Regions from separate parts of the Capra hircus genome. Here region 1 is linked to region 2. The links are chromatin contacts, called in public Hi-C maps. All regions are on one chromosome and are shown on one strand. Each heading gives the region's core, a stretch centred on a gene start, on an enhancer-like site or on the middle of the called end of the contact. The rest is flanking DNA. Distances are from core to core; before and after follow the strand shown. Region 1 overlaps FBRSL1 (fibrosin-1-like protein). Region 2 has its middle 38 kb from the start of FBRSL1.

Region 1 (4,957 bases), core at 1,532-4,031, 68 kb before region 2:
ACCCCTGCTCCAAGTGCTGCCGATGTGCCTGCGGGGCAGCGTGTGGACTCCTGTCCACTCCCCAGGCCTCCCCGCCCAGCGCATATGCTCTCAGAGCTCAGGCGTGCTCAGAACCTGCGCCACAACCAGGGGCAGAGAGGCCCAGTCCTTTGCATCCAGGCATTTTGTCGTAAGCATCCTTCAGCCCTGGAGACCTCAGCTAGGGTGGAAAGTCAGCCAGGTGTACCAGCTGTGCTCTGGAATATTCTCAAGTCCTCGAGAAACCCCCTCAAGGCCTGAGCCTTCTTCCTGTGGACCCAATGGTGGGCTCGCTCTCTCGAGGCTGCCCCTCAGAGCCCCTGCTCCCCAGAGCCAACCTAAGCCCTAGATGGAGTACAAGCTCCCATAGCCACAGGTCCCTGCACGGTGTGGCTATCAGAGTGTCATCACAAAACATATCTGGCATTCATCCACAGCCCAGGCTTGGGTGCAAGGACCCAAGGGAGGGCCCCCTTCTGGGGAAGCAGGAACAGCGAGGGGGAAGCCCAGCCCTCAGGACTACCCTCCCATCCTATGGCAGGCCCACGGAGGGGCCCCAGGCTCACCCTAGGCGAAACCCCCATTGTGAGCCCACAGGTCCCCGGCCTCACGAGCTCCATCCTGCATAGCTGAGTGGTGAATGCGCAGACCCTGGGCCAGTGCTGGCTCTCTGACTGTCCTTGAGCCTCAGTTTCCTCATCTGTGAAGTGGGGGTGTCGACAGGGCCCTTCACAGGCTCTATGGGGGTAAGAAGTTCTGTTGTGGGCCTGAACCCTCTCTAGCATCGTTAAGCCACCAGGTGTCACTGTTGTCACCAGCTGGAGACAGGTCTTTCTTGCCTCTGGACTCCATGACAGGTCTCCCCAAAAGGAGTGAATATAGGGTCCGGGGGAACTTCCTCACTGCCTTGCTGGCAAGGAGCCTCTGCAAGAAAATAAATGCCCTCATCCAGTGGTTTTCAAAGTAGGGTCCCTGGACATGCAGCATCAGCACCTGAGAGCTTGGCAGGAATGCAAATGAGCACTTCCGGGCCCCACTACAGACTCGCTGTGTCATCAGGTCCTCTGGGGGATCCTGGTAAGGCTCTAGTTGAGACTCTTGGCTTTGACCTTCAGTAATCACCCCCATGAACCCACCCTCACTGCTGGGGAACGGTATTTCAGGGTGGGCTTGGAGCAGGGTCCCTGCCCAAGAGGAAGGCTGGACCCAGAGACACTGCAAGGACAGGACAGGCCTGGCGCAGTTGTGCAAACTGCTCACTGTACAAGGACACCCAGCAAAGGGGGAGGGGAAGCGGAGGCTGAAGAATAACCCCCACACAGCTGAAAGGGGGGATGCCACACTCCACTTCATCCAGTCACACAAGTGGTCTCTCTAAGCTGGACCCCAGAGAGGATTCCTCACGATGGCCCACAGGGGAAGGACAGGCTGGGGTCTGTCATCCTCCTCAGGCAGCGGGTTTTAGCTTTGAAAGCCGCGTTTCCCAGAAAATCCCATAAAACTCAGTACTGTGCCCTGGGAACCATCCCAACCCTGGACGCACTGGGATGGCTGGTCACCTTCTCTTCCTTGGCCAGCCCCAAGCTGGACTCTGGCTGTCCTACAGCCCCACCTGCTTCCTAGTGGCTCAGAAATGCTGCTAGCCAGCTATGGCAGAAGGCCAGGGATGCCATGCCTCCATTTTTAGCTGGAGAGATCAGATTCTGATCTGGGCCCTGACTGTCCCAGAAGGGCAGCTAGGAGCCCATGCCTGGGCCCACCCCTGGGCCTTGTGGTCTATCCCTATGCCCACCCAACCATCCTTTATCCGTCCATCCATCCTTTATCCACCCGTTCATCCTTTATCCATCCATCCACCCTTCTACCCATCTACTTGTCCACTTAACCACCCATCTGCCCACCATCCATCCATTCATCCATCCATCCACCTATCCATCTTCCCATCCACTCACCACCCATCATCCACCTACCCATCCAAGGCTTAGAGTGCCTGCCTATGAACCAGCCCTATTCTGGGCAATGAACATAAACAGACCCAAGTCCCCACCCTCCCGAAGCCTACAAAGAGGCCAGCACATGGAGCATGTGGCCGGCAGATGGCCACAGGTGTTCTGGAAGGACAACAGCAGAGAAGAGCAAAGAAGGGGTCGCCAGGGAGGGGCCTCACTGAGAAGGCGACACTTCTGAAAGGTGATGAGGCAGCTCATGAGGCCATTGGGAAGGGTGGGGGGATGGCACTGCCAGAGCAACGAGGCTCCCTGGGGAAGAGGAGAGCCCTAATGAGCACCGACAGTTTCTGCAAGTTGTGCAAAATTCCTGAACATGTAACAACTGGCTCGTGCAAGGTGGCATACCACAAAACTGGCGGGGGCAGGACTCCCCTTGAGACTGGTGGAAATATGGAAACAGGGGCCAGCTCTCCAGCAGGCAGGGTCAGGACACAGCCCTCAGAAGGGCAGGTAGAGGACCTCCCCTTAGATCAGCATGGCTGGGGCACTGCCATTGGAGCAGCAAGGTGAGGGACACCACCCTCAGACTGAGGCACCCCGGGAGCACTTGGGGCCCTAGGCTTTCTGGTAGTGACAGGGAACCCCTTCCTGTGACCCTTCCTGGGCAAGGCAACTCCCTAACCAGGTTCTGCAGCAATTCCGGGAGGAAGTGTTGCCTCCCAGGCGGGCTGCCAAGTGCCCTGAGCCACAAACAGGCAGCATGTGGTTCCACTTGACGCTCAGACCCACAGGGTGTGCGCAGTGGCAGTCAGTCCAGGAGGCGTGGCTGGGAAGGGGTCCAAGGGGTGGGACCTGGCAGTGTCCCCAGGTGCCTTCCCTCTATGGGGGACAGGAAACTCCTGAGATACCCCAGGGCTGACTCAGGGGCCCAGAATCCCTCACTCCAGCAGCGAGAAGACTCACTGGGACGCCTGACCCTTCACAAACCAGCTCTCACCAGGACACAGAAACAAAGGAGCACCAAGAGTCCTGGAGGCCCCGCAGGCACTCAGCAAGGCCTCTTCTGCCCACATCCCAACACAGCGCCTGCCTGCCCCCGACTCCTGCCTGATGACCTGTGCGTTCCCCTCCTTCCACGCCTGAGGCAGCACGCAGAGGCTCCCCCCATCCTTAGAGCCCTGCCGCGCAGAAGGAGCAGAGGCGCCCTGCGCAGCATGCTCAACTGGTGCACACCTGCAGATGCACATGCCATCCATCCATGGCGAGAGTGGGAGTGGCGGCCCCAGAGCTGTGCAGTGCACAACCTGAACAGCGATACGCAGCGGCCCCTGCAGGAGATCATGCCCCACCAGACGGCTTCACCCTCAGACAAGTGTCATCCCATGGAGCTCTCAGGAATGCACACGAGCACACACACACCTTCTCAGGAGCTCTGGGCTCTGCCCTATGCCTCGCCCACCTCCGCCCCAACACCAGCCCAGCTCAGGGGTGGGAGGTGCCCTCTGGCCCACAGCTAGTCAGCACTGGCCTCCGGGATGAGGAAAGGCCCACTTAGCCTCCACATCTACAGGCCTGGGAGGGGAAGGGGTGAGGATGGCCTGGCTGCAGACCCTGGGGAACCCTGAGAAGGGGGCTGTGGCTGAGGCCACTCACAGTCTCCTTCAAACCAGCAGGAGAACATGACCTGGTGGGTGAGGTGAGGGTCAGGTACCCACTAAGCATCAGCACCCACCCCTCAGCCCTCAGTGAGCCAGCCCACCGTCCCAGTGAGAAGGGAGTCAGGAGACTGCCCTCACGACGCCCTTACAGAAACCGAGCACAGGCTCCTGACGGCCAAGGCACCCTATTCCATGTCCACTCACTCACACACACACACACACACACACACGCATGTGCACATGCCTGGCATCCCAGCCCTGGGGCCACACGGCAATCCAGGCCTGTGGCAGAGACCCCTCCCCCTTCACCCCAATCTTATTTCAGGGACTTCTGAACAAATAATGCCCCCACTGGGGCACTTTAAAACCACTGGGCCTCCTCAGAGATCAAACATTATGGGTCTGGGTCTCAGAGACCTTCCTGGGCCCCCCTGGTGTCTCCTGAGCACACCCCCAGGGTGAGTGGGCAGTCACAGGTCACATGGCCCTGACTGGGCCCCTGCCAGCTGGACTGGGAGGATGAGCTGTGTTTATCAATGAGAACCGTGTTGGTCTTCTCACCCCCACTCTGGTCCCTGCTCATTGCAGCTGATCCTGGCGTCCGGTGTGTTCTACAGGCTCCAAAGTGAGAGACTGTTCTGTCTACCCGAAGCCCTGACTGAAGCAGGGCCTGAGGCCCTGCCTGTCCTGGGGATGGGGGCTCCCTTCCCCTTTGGGTGCCCCGGCCCCTGGCCCCTCTGTCACCCTGGTACCTCAATGCCCCAGGGGTATAAATGAGGCTCTGACCAGGAAGCCCCTTGCTCTGTCCACCAACATTCCCTGATGCTCAGCAGGGCCTCATGACCCCACTGAACCTGCACCCCCGCCCCACCTCACACATGCCACCTCTCTCCCCCAGCACATGATAGCCGTGAGGACAGCCTGTACGTTATTCTGTTCAGAGCCCCACCCTCTGAGCCCCAGGCCTGGGCTCTGCCTCCAGCTCTGCATGGAACCTGGGTTTCGTAAGAGAGCCACACAGCACGGCTGGGCCAGGGAGGGGAACCCTTACGCAAACCATGCAAACACACTCATGAGGGGGCTGGTGGGCAGGTGAGATGCTGGGGTGTGCAAGGAAGGCCAGGGCCCCCCTCCCCACCCAACGAAGCCACCTGCCCGGCCTCTCCTTTGCCTGCTCGCAGCGCACCGCTCCAGGTCAGTGTAGACCATGGTACCCCAAGCGCAGCACTGCAGACCAGCGTCCCCCGACCGACAGCAGCACCTGCTGGTGAAGTGTGGTACTGCAGCCGCCATGTGACCAGAGGGCGAGAGGGAGGGTTCTCAGGGCTGTGA
Region 2 (5,143 bases), core at 2,317-4,816:
TCCCCAGCTCTAGGCTGCTGCTGCTGCTGCTGCTAAGTTGCTTCAGTCGTGTCTGACTCTGTGCGACCCCAGAGACGGCAGCCCACCAGGCTCCTCCGTCCCTGGGACTCTCCAGGCAAGAGTATTGGAGTGGGGTGCCATTGCCTAGGCTAGACCTGTCTCAAATGCCGCAAATTCCTCTTACTGGTGACCTAACCCCATTCTCGCAGTGGCAGCATTAAGACCTCAGGTTCCTCCAAGGGAAGCTTGTAATGGGGACTGTTCAGGCAGTGAATAGGGCTGCTGTTCCCTCCATCCGGGGCTGGGGCGGGACTCGGGCCCTGGAGGAGGAAACAGGCTGGACCAGCAGGACTCGGGCCGCTGGCAGGGCAGCAAGCCCTTCAGAAGTTGCTCTCAGATGCACGTGCTCCATTTCTCCAGGGGGTTTTCGGTTTCCTCTTTCTCTGTACCTACCTCGCTTCTCCTCTAGCCTGGGCCTGAGCTAGAGAGACAGATGCTGGGAGCTTGGGGGACCTCTGCAGGGGGACCAGTGAGCTCTCACCCGGTGCTGGCCTCTGGGACCACCTCCCCACCCCTATCTATGCACCCACTGGAGAAACACCTGTCCTGGGAGGGCAGCGCAGGAGAGGAGAGGCTGTGTCCAGGTCACTCCCAACACCAGCCCTCCGATGGCAACACAGGACAGACTCCCCACCTCGGAAGACCCGCCCCTGGCAGGTGCAACTTCTGCCCACCCCCTCGTGTTAACGCTGTTCCATCCTGCACATCCCACGAGCACACACATGGGTATGGAGAGGAGGACACACGCAAATCCACACGTATACTTCAAATGTAGAAACCGCCAAGGTAAACATGAGCACACCCGCACACACATACTCACAAGACTCTCACATACACACACACACTCAAACACACACTCTCACACAAGCACACATGGATATACACACTCTCACACACACACCCAAGCACATGCAAACACCCCCTCACATACATACACCCACACACACTCACGCCTACCCGGGCCCAGCTGCAACTCAGACATAGACGTCCACACATATTTCCAGACGCTCACAAACACATGGGTGCCCGGACTCAGACTCACATGCTTGACTCCAGCCCTGCATACGCAAATAGTAGCAAATGCACGTGCCTCATGGGCCTCCGTGTCCATAAGCAGAGGCAGACATGTATGAACCTGCAGACACACCTGTATCTCCTTGTGCATGTGTGCTCCTGTGGGCCCATGTGCTGTGTCCACATGTGTGTCCACATGGCATGCACATGTGCTCACAGACAGGCTGGAGGACACAGCCTGGGCACATAGCAGGGCCTGGCTCCAAGGCTTCTGGGGGGTCTTTGTCTCCCCTTGGATTGAACAACCCTGCTTCTGTTCTGGAAGGTGGGGGTGGGGAGAGAGGCTGGCTCCTCTCTTAAACGTCTTTGGCAAAACTCCCGAAGGCAGGGAGGAAGCAAAGGCTTGAAGGCCACGCTTTGGAGGAGAAGGCCTGGAACAGCTGCAGCCCAGCCCTGCCCCGGGCCCCACTTGGCAACATCTCTCCGCAGTGGTGAACAGCCTCAGAGCTGCCGGCTCTGGAAAGGCAGGTGGTGGCTGCTGGGCTGCAAATGCAAATCCCCTCCCTCCACCAGGCAACGCAGGAAGCAGAGCCTGGGGGGTGATGTGGGATCTCAGGGCCGTGCCCACGCCTTGGCTGAGCTTTCCAGCTGGGGACCTGGGCTCGGCACAGGGCAGCTGCGGAGAGCGGCCGGCAGCAGTGTGTGCCTGGGCCGGGGCGGGGGCGGGCCGGGACTGGTCTTCTCCCCTCCGCGCCTATGCCCGTGGTGCCAGCACTCAATGCCAACTCTCGCGAGAACAGCCCTATCCGCCAAGGAGCAGACGCTCGCTAGAAGGTTTCGTCCCAGGAATCTCGTTAGGAGCCAGTGGGCCTGCAGCAAGTGGGATTTCATTTTATTATTACTTTAAAGTGAACATTTTCACCCAGCTGGAATCCAGGGGCAGATCCGGGTGCTTGGCGAGTAACAGTGAAGACTTTCTGCCTTTGTCCAAGGGGGGCGGGGACAAGCCTTTCAAGCCTTTGTCTGCTGTGATGTCACCACAAACCAGGCCACTGGAAACAAGGGCAGTTTATCCTCTCGCACTGCCTACCAATGCAGGAGATGTAAGAGAGGCGGGTTTGATGCCTGGGTCGGGAAGATCACCTGGAGGTGGGCATGGCAACCGACCCCAGTATTCTTGCCTGGAGGAGCTCATGGACAGAGGAGCCTGGCGGGCTATGATCCATAGGGTTGCAGAGTTGGACACAGCTGAAGTGACTTAGCACGCACACACGCACAGATGTGGAAACGTGCACAGAGGTACTAAGTGACTTGTCCAAGGTCCCTGAGGGAGCAGACACTTTTCAACTCCCTGCTGTTGAGTAGCAAACCACCTAAACTTAGCGGCACACAACTACAACAGCACTGATTTTTTTATTGTGTGTGCGTTTGTGAGTCTGCGTTTGGGCAAGTCTTGTTGAGCACCGCTGGTCACTGCTCACTTGGCAGGAGCTGGGGCTGAGGTCATCTCCCAGGTTTGGCCTCGCTATGTTGCCTGGGCTTCCTCACAGAGTGGCGGCTGGTGTCAGGAGCAAGCATCCAGAGCGCAGACAGAAAACCAGGTGGAGACTCTGGCTCTTGACAACCGAGCCTCAGAAGGCTGAAGCATCCTTTCTGACCGCTCTCCTCACTGAGGCAGCCACAGGGGCCCATCCAGTTTCAAAGGGAGGGGACGAGGCTCCACCATCGGTGCGTGGCAGGTTGCAAGGTTCTGGAAGCACATGGGGGATAGAAAATATTGGGTTGGCCATTCTAAAAATAATTTTATGTATTTGTTTATTTTTGGCTTGTGCTGGGTCTTTGTTGCTATTGGGCTTTTCTCCAGCTGCAGCAAGTGGGGCTGCTCTAGTTGCGGTGCGTGGGCTTCTCACTGCAGTGGTTCCTCTTTTGCAGAGCGCAGGATCCAGGACTCTGGTGCTCAGTAGTTGTGGCTTCCGGGATTTAGAGCACAGGCTCAGTAGTTGCGGCACATGACTTAGTTGTTCAATGGCGTGTGGGCTCTTTCTGGATCAGGGAGCAAACCTGTGTCTCCTGTACTGGCAGGCAGATTCTTTACCACGGAGCCACCAGAGGCTTCTGAGTTGGCCATTTTTGATGCAATCTACCTATAATCTGGGTATAAACCCAGGCTTTCTAGATCCAGAGCCTATGTTCTCAAACACGAAATGGTTTATTGAGCACTGACTGTGTGCCAGGCCCTAGGACAGGTGAGGCCTTTATCTGCACCATCATTGTCATCCAGCAGGCTGCCTGGTCAGGGGATGACGTCGCCTGGCCCTCTGCTCAGGATGTGGTCAGTGCAAACATGGAACCCGGATGCCACCTGAAACAGACGTCACACTCCAGGGCTCCTCAGGCCACATCCAGCTCACAGACACATTTTGCCTGGCTGGCAGGATGTTTCTAAAAATGGAATCTTCACCCCCAGGGCCAGGCTTGCAGCTTCTCTAGGAGGATCGGATGTGTCAGGCTGGTCAGTTCTGCAGGGTGATGGTCAGTTGGTGCTGTGTGGAATGGCCGCCCCTACAAGTGGGCTCCTGGTCTGACTTGGCGCAGTCCTTACCAACCCCCATTGAGGTCACACCAGGCTCTTCCCCTGCCTTACAATGCCTTTTGAAACCTGCCTCTTCACTTTCTCCTGTGACCTCAGCTTTGGTAGCCTGTCAGGAAAGATGCCGCAGCCAAATGAGAAGAGCATGGGGGGTGTGCAGGTGTGCACAGACGTGTTCAGACATGTGTGCAGGTGTGCACTCAGGTGAATGCAGGTGTGGGGGGTGCCAGGCCCAGGAGTCCAGGCGCTTCAGCTTGTCTTACCTTAGGCTTCTGCAGCCTCAGGTCCAGTGTGGGAGGTCTGCTAACGTCTTATGACCACTTGCCCAGGAAGCGGACAGGGGTTTTCCCCAACTCTGCCACACCAGTCTCTTCCGGCCCAGGCGGATGTCCTACACTGCCACCTGGTGGTCTCTTCCGGGAGCGCAGGGACATGCCAGCCCGCCCAGGATGGCCCCAACACACCTGTGGCTGCAACCGGCCCAGGATGCAGACTCAGTGGGGGTCCCTGCCCAGAGCCCTGCCCTCAGGTGCATGTCTTAGTGTCTCACAGGGCACAGGAACTGGCCTGGCCCAGATGCCTCATCTCCCAGCTTCCCTTACCTTCTGCTCCATCCTCTTCTGGGCACTATTATTCAGGAGCTATTGGGAAGAGTTTGGAGACTGAAGAAGGGCAGGCACCTCTGGGCTAGAAGCACCCAGTACATGTATGCTCAGTCACTCAGCTGTGTCTGACTCTGCGTCCCTCCCCGTCCATGGCATTTTCCAGGCACGAGTAATGGAGCAGTTGCCATTTCCTTCTCCAGGTGATCTTCTCGACCCAGGGATCGAACCTGTATCTCTTGTGCCTGCTGCACTGGCAGGCGGATTCTTTACCCAGACCCTGCCCCTAAAACACAGAAAAAGTCCCACTGACGGGAGGATGCTTCCAGGAAGCTGGTGTCCTGGAAGCCGCCCCGTCAAGCTGCCATAGCCCGGGAGGACTTCCTGCCTCCCCAAGCAGCTCTCTCCCTCCCCGACAGGCGCCTGAGTAGAATCCTCAGCCAGGGTGCAGGGGTCATCCAGCTAGTGTGGGGTAGGGGCCCAGCAAGACAAACTGAGATGGTGACTGGTCTTGTGTCCTCGAAGAGGTGTGAGCGGCCTCAACTGCCCCTGACCTCAGTGCTGTTTGTCTGGACTGCCTTTCGTGGTCTGCCAAGGTGATGCCTAGCATGCTGGCTCCTGATCCGTTCTGGCACCACACCACTCTGCCTCTCCACCTGCTCCAGTCCTGACCCCACATGTCCTCCCAATTCTTTCACCCATTCATCCACTCATTCATCCAGTAGCCACTGCCCACTGTCCCCCCACCAGATCAGAAAAAAACACAGACCCAAGGCCAGTAACCTGGGACTTCCATCTTGGGGAGGGAGTTGGTCACTGGGTAAAGAGATTCATTATAAGTTAATTTCAGGGAGTGATGAGTACCCTGAGATGGGCT

The links. Hi-C and Micro-C count contacts between places; a contact is called where the count stands out from the background.
Region 1: a contact with region 2 is called in a Hi-C map of liver, with 3 times the contacts expected there. The contact joins two enhancer-like sites. A contact is called at or near these places in 2 of 5 Hi-C or Micro-C datasets (blood and liver).

Annotation. Positions count from the first base shown.
Region 1 is chr17:26,536,430-26,541,386 of ARS1.2, reverse strand. The region is part of intron 2 of FBRSL1 (fibrosin-1-like protein); the gene reads right to left. Among named protein-coding and RNA genes, the nearest start is that of FBRSL1, 29 kb to the right of the region's middle. Within about 2 kb of position 2,781, at least 5 of the 5 cell types and tissues checked have an H3K27ac peak or open chromatin away from gene starts, as enhancers often do.
Region 2 is chr17:26,469,129-26,474,271 of ARS1.2, reverse strand. No RefSeq gene overlaps it. Among named protein-coding and RNA genes, the nearest start is that of FBRSL1, 38 kb to the left of the region's middle. Within about 2 kb of position 3,566, at least 4 of the 5 cell types and tissues checked have an H3K27ac peak or open chromatin away from gene starts, as enhancers often do.